Regions from separate parts of the Lactuca sativa genome. Here region 1 is linked to region 2. The links are chromatin contacts, called in public Hi-C maps. All regions are on one chromosome and are shown on one strand. The core of a region is the stretch at or near the end of the contact, and the rest is flanking DNA. Distances in the headings are between cores, read along the strand shown.

Evidence for each region. A called contact is a pair of places that touch in the nucleus more often than the background predicts.
Region 1: a Hi-C map of leaf shows a contact between it and region 2, with 4 times the contacts expected there. The contact joins the promoter of LOC111892538 here to the promoter of LOC111892530 in region 2. A contact is called at or near these places in 3 of 4 Hi-C or Micro-C datasets (leaf and seed).

The regions. Positions count from the first base shown.
Region 1 is chr5:298,856,035-298,858,944 of Lsat_Salinas_v11, reverse strand. LOC111892538 (replication protein A 70 kDa DNA-binding subunit A) reads right to left here and starts at 1,496. Exons shown (of 2, transcript XM_023888590.3): 1 at 1,079-1,496; 2 at 1-371. The coding sequence starts at 1,338.
Region 2 is chr5:298,495,666-298,498,546 of Lsat_Salinas_v11, reverse strand. It overlaps LOC111892530 (stress-response A/B barrel domain-containing protein UP3), which reads left to right and starts at 1,538. Exons shown (of 1, transcript XM_023888581.3): 1 at 1,538-2,480. The coding sequence starts at 1,558. The coding sequence ends at 2,352.

The DNA.
Region 1 (2,910 bases), core at 247-2,746, 360 kb before region 2:
CTTTTCCGTCCCCTTTCGCGTTGTTGTATCGCCGGAGGTCTCCTTTGGCGGTGACTCTTGCTTTGATGGCCCACCGGCCTTGGTAGGGGTTGAGGGCGGTGATTGGGATGATGCGTGGTGGTGCTTCGTTTTTTGTGATTGCTCCGTGGGGTTTGTAGATTGGTGGTGGTTGGTATGGTGGTTGGACAGTTGGGCGGAAGGTTTGAATGTTGGTGGGATTTGGGCGGTGGTTAGAGGGTGGTGGTGTGTGGTGGGAGATGCCATTAGGAGGTGGATTGTGAGAGATGGTGTCAGACTCTGTGAGCATCTTTGGGTTTCCAATGATTTCACATTCGGGTATAATGGTTTCCATGTTTAGAACAACAATGATCCTGCAAAGAATGAAATAAATTATCTATACTTCAAGCTTTCAAAACCATTTAGTTTTGAATTTTGACTAGCAAATTTAATTGAAATGCATAGATTATCAAACTACATTGACACATATATTTCAAACTTTCAGGGATTTCAAGTGCTTGATGTTGCAGTTTTGAGAACTCAATGTGTGTGTGTGTGTGAATTCAACTACATGTATACATACACAGTGAAAATTCATGATGTAATATAACACAAAGCAACAAGCACACATGTGTACTTCGAGATGGTGTATTTTTTAATCTCACAAACAAGTCACAATAGTGCTTGTGCACGTGTAACTGAGGGATTCATACATTCATGATTCAACAGCTACTATCATTCTATGTGCCCCAAAAAACAGAACAATTTAGTAATGTGAGAAGAGAAAATTCATTTCGTATAAACCTAGAGAAGTTCTACCAACAGAAAAACAGATTAAGGCAAGCAATTTAAGAGTATACATGACCAGGAAATCCTTACAGCTTAGTTACATGATCAGTGATCTAAGGCTTGTAGCTATGATAAATTCATTCCGAAGTGTTCATCCTGTTCAATTTTAAGCCCTAAATCTACATTAATCTCTATAGAAAATCAAACACAAACAGTTATAATATATAAGCATGTAGCAAACAAATGGTAATTAACAAACAGAATTCAGCGTGTGAAGAGAAAACGAACGTACTTGCGATTTTGAACTGTGCTGCAAATGTACTCGATGAGTTGAACAACGGATCCTACACGAACAGCGCCGTTTTTGACTCGATCATTAAGCTGCGTAGCGAGCATCGTTTGCTGAGTCAACACGGAATCGGAGAGAATCAAACGGTACCTCTCCTGTGATGAATTGATGGGTTTGATATCTAATATCTGTAGCAACGGCTTCGAATTCATGTCGCCAGCGAGAATCGCCGGAATACCGTTCGATGACAAATTTACAGGCATTTGATTGATTTCAGAGCAAAATTTATCGTGAAGAAATTGTAGAGAGAGATCTGGAAATTTGTGAGTAACAAAGTTAGGGTTCTTGACTGAGAAAGGATAAAATGAATTGGCGGGGAGCCGCGGTATTAAACCGACTTATGCTTGTTTCATTTAATAAGGAAAAAAAAACGAAAAGTAGGTGTTAACTGTTAACAAACCAGCTTTTAAATTTTTTGTCTTGGTTACGGAAGTTCGAAAAAAAAAAACAAACAAACTATTTTTTTTTAAATCTTAATCTGAATTTATATGGACCAAGAAAGTTGACGATTCTTATTTTCAGCTAAAATCAAAAATATTTTGTAAAGTTTAAGCGCTTTTTATGATTTTCAAATCTACATAACCAAAATAAAGTCACAACAAATATCAACCAAATTTTGATTTACACCACTACCATTCCGTTAAGATGCCTTTTAATTTTTTAATTAAAAGATAGACTTTTAATTTTTTAGATTCAGAACATTTGATGGTCTTTTAATTTTTTTCGTAGCCTTTTAGTTTTAAGAAAATAAATTGTATCAAAATAAATAAAATGTTTTAGAAATACACTAACTTTTAGCAAACCTTTTTGCCTTGCTTTTTCTATTTCCCATGACAACCAACATTTTCCCTATCACTGGCTTTTTCCATCTCTTAAGAATTCAAAGCCTTCTAAAAGTCTGTTTAGATCTCTTAAAAACTCTATCAAACAGCTTTTAAATTATACAAATTTTACATGTGATTTAGAATAGCTTGTGACTTTGTGTGTTTGGTCAATAATATTTATTTAACTTGGAGAGCCTTTATAATTTTCTTTTGTTACGGTTTTCGCCTCTGATATATGTAAAATGATTGATATACCCTACTAGATCTTTTAAATTCTTTTTTATTATGTGTTTTATTTATATATGAGTTGGAATATCTCTCTCTCCCCCTCACTCTTTCACACTTATTTAAGAAAGAACTCAACAGACAACATGGAGCAATGCAAAAAAGAAGATCAATTTGCAAAGAAAACCATTACAGAGTTGTGCATTGGCTTGTTGGGTGGAGGTGACACTAACTGGAAGTGAAATTATGCACCACATCGCAACCACGGTTTCCAAAAAAGAAGTCATTTGACTTGGTTCCCTTTGTCAAAAAGCTCTCATCTCACACACAACCGTCCATCACAACCACAATAGTTTGAATAAGTCATTTGATCGGTTTCCTTTGCCATAAAGTTTTTAATGATCGGTTAATAGGTCTATTGGTACGAACTCTAGGAAAGAACGTCAATTTTCATATCTAAGGTACAATATTGTTTCTTTTTCCCACCATAGATGACTCATTTACGTATCTAAGATTGTTTTTTTTTTGTTATGGATTAGTTTGACCGATTTTTGAAATCTGGGTTATGGTAAAACGATCTTTTTATGTCTTATAGGGATCGAATACGCAACAAATTGAAGTTTAAGGGACTTTTAGAATTAAAATAAATAGGAACCGAATGAGAACTATCATAAACCTCAAGGACCATTCATGTAATATACTCTTAAATTATTAATAAATACCATA
Region 2 (2,881 bases), core at 289-2,788:
TGCGGCTAAAGCCTTCAATGGTACGCAGTCAAATGCTAGAAAATGCATGAACACGTTGAAACACAACTTTACTTTGAGCTCCAGACCATAGCCACATGCAAATATTCTATTGATAAAATAAATTAGAAAAAAAAACATAACAACTCTTGTCTAGGTGACATATTTACAAGATCGAGTCTTGTAACGAACAAAGTTGGATCAAAGCACAACCATTTCTATAATTTACTCCTATAAAACCGAAGAATAAGTGATTGTGGAAAAAAACAAATAGTTGAAAAAATACATACCGAATATAACTATTTTCAAAGGGTTACTTTTAATAGGCTTATCAAAGTGTAAGAAACAATAAAATAACCTCCCATTCAATAAAATAACCTCTTATTTGGAGATGTTTAGTGAAATAAGATATATGGAACCAATAAACTGATCTTTTAAAAATGCAGGTTTAGATCATTTTAGTTATTAAACTTTTATGAATGTTTTAGTTTGGTCATTATATTTTGTTTAAGCTATCGTTGGTGATTGAACGTTTTATTTTGTTCATTTTGATCACTATAATCGGGGATCGCAGGTCTATAATATCAAACAATGTTTATTATCATTTATATAAAAAACTACTATTTTTTCTTTTCTCCACTACTATCAATTATTTATAGTAAATTATATGAATAATCTTTATGATTTAAGGTAGAGTGCACATTTAGTCTTTAACTTTTTTAACTCGAACACTCTTAATGACTTTAAAGAGAAAAAGAAAAGACTATTTTACCATTATCCATTCCATGGCTCTTGTCACTGGTAGAAACACACCAAATCATCATCGATAACTAGTTTTACGTTAGGTGACATCATAGAAAGTCTCTCTATCAAGTGACCCAAAGCAGAAAATATTTTGGTACATATGAATTAATTGAAAACACTAATAACTCTACTTCTTCCAATAGTTTGAATCACAAGACTATGTTTTGTTTGAAGCAATTAAAAACATTAAACATGCATGCTACCCTAAATCACAATGATTATTCATATCATTTACTCTAAAATAATTGATATAAAAAGTTTAGTTGTGGAGAAATAAAAAAAAATTATAGTTTTTTTAAAATTTTTTATAAATGATAATAAAAAATAGAGCGACTAAAATGAAAAAAAAATAAAAACGTTCGGTAACCAATGGTAGCTTAACACAAAGTATAATAACTAAAGTAAATTAACAAGAAAAGTTCAATGATTAATTATAACCTTGATAATATTATACACCGGCTATTACTGATACGATTAGAATAATTAAGATGATAAAAATTAAACAAATTCAGTGACCAATGCTAACTTAAATAAAATATAACAATAAAAAAAAAAAATTATGTATATGATCTAAATGTTTCGTATCCAAAACATGGATCTTTTTCGGAGCCCTTTTATGTATCATATTTTTATTGGGTTTCAGCTTTCAAGTTTCAAAAACAGAACAACTTTATTGGGCCATGCGATGGCCCATCGACAGTGTCATTATCAAAACCATCATTATTATCACAAGTGATATCCTTCCCAAATTCTGTTATGTCCTCAACAATGCTGTGTGCTCCAGCACGCACCCGATTCCTGCCATCATTCGCACTTACAACTCCACAACCCCTCTTCCGCCGGCTCAACTCTCTCGTCCTCCGCCGCAACTACCAAACACCGATCAAAATGTCGGCACAACACCAGATCGTCGAACACGTGGTCCTCTTCAAAGTGAAACCCGATGTCGATTCTAGCAAAGTCGCGGCTATGCTCAGTGGACTCAACGGCTTAACATCACTCGACCTCACCGTCCACCTCTCCGCCGGACAACTCCTCCGGTCTCGGTCTTCTTCGCTTACCTTCACTCACATGCTTCACAGCCGTTACAGGTCAAAGGAGGATCTCCGGGAGTACGCCGCTCATCCTGAGCACGTTCGCGTGGTCACGGAGAATATAAAACCGATCATTGACGACATCATGGCCGTTGATTGGATATCTAATGACGCAAGTGTCTCGCCGAAGCCAGGGTCGGCGATGAGAGTTTCATTTTTGAAGTTAAAGGAGAATTTAGGGGAAAATGAGAAAGCTAGGGTTTTGGAAGTGATTGGAGGAATTAAAGACCAGTTTCAATCGATCGAACAGCTAAGTTTGGGTGAGAATTTCTCTCATGACAGGGCGAAAGGATATACAATCGCTTCAATCGCTGTTTTGCCTGGGGCTGCTGATTTGGAGGCGTTGGATTCAAATGCTGAGCTTGTGAAGTCGCAGAAAGAGAAAGTCAGGGATTCAATAGAGAGCGTTCTGGTTGTTGATTACGTGATTCCTCCTCCGCAGGTGGCTAACCTCTAATGGATGCCTGTTCCAGGTTCTTTACTTATACTTTTCTTCAAGTGTAACAGTATATTTAATCCGAAGTTGAGTAATCTGTATGTTATGTGATGGTCTTGCTTATTAACATATTCGTCTTGGATTACAAATTCTCTTGCTTATCACTTTAGTTTCTTAATTCCTTCATTCTTTGCCTATTTGTATGGTTCTAGTTTAAAACAATGCCTGGTTTATTTCAGCTGAAGATAATGTTTACTTTTACACTGGTAATTAAGGTTAGAAATAGTGTTCTAGCTTAGCTTTGGCACCTAATTATATAAACTATTGAAATGGGGAATCTGCATCGTTACTTCGAAAACAAGTTGAGTTTCGGTCATGGTGTTACCACTTACTAGATTCTTTAGTATATAGAGGGAAATTGCTAGGTTACAACCCTACATTGTATAAGCTTGTTGATGACAAACACATATGAAAAACCTTGAGGTTAAGGATCTAATGGCTAACCAAAGCTAAAGCTTTAGGAGTTAGCAAATAGATAGTAGTCTAGAAG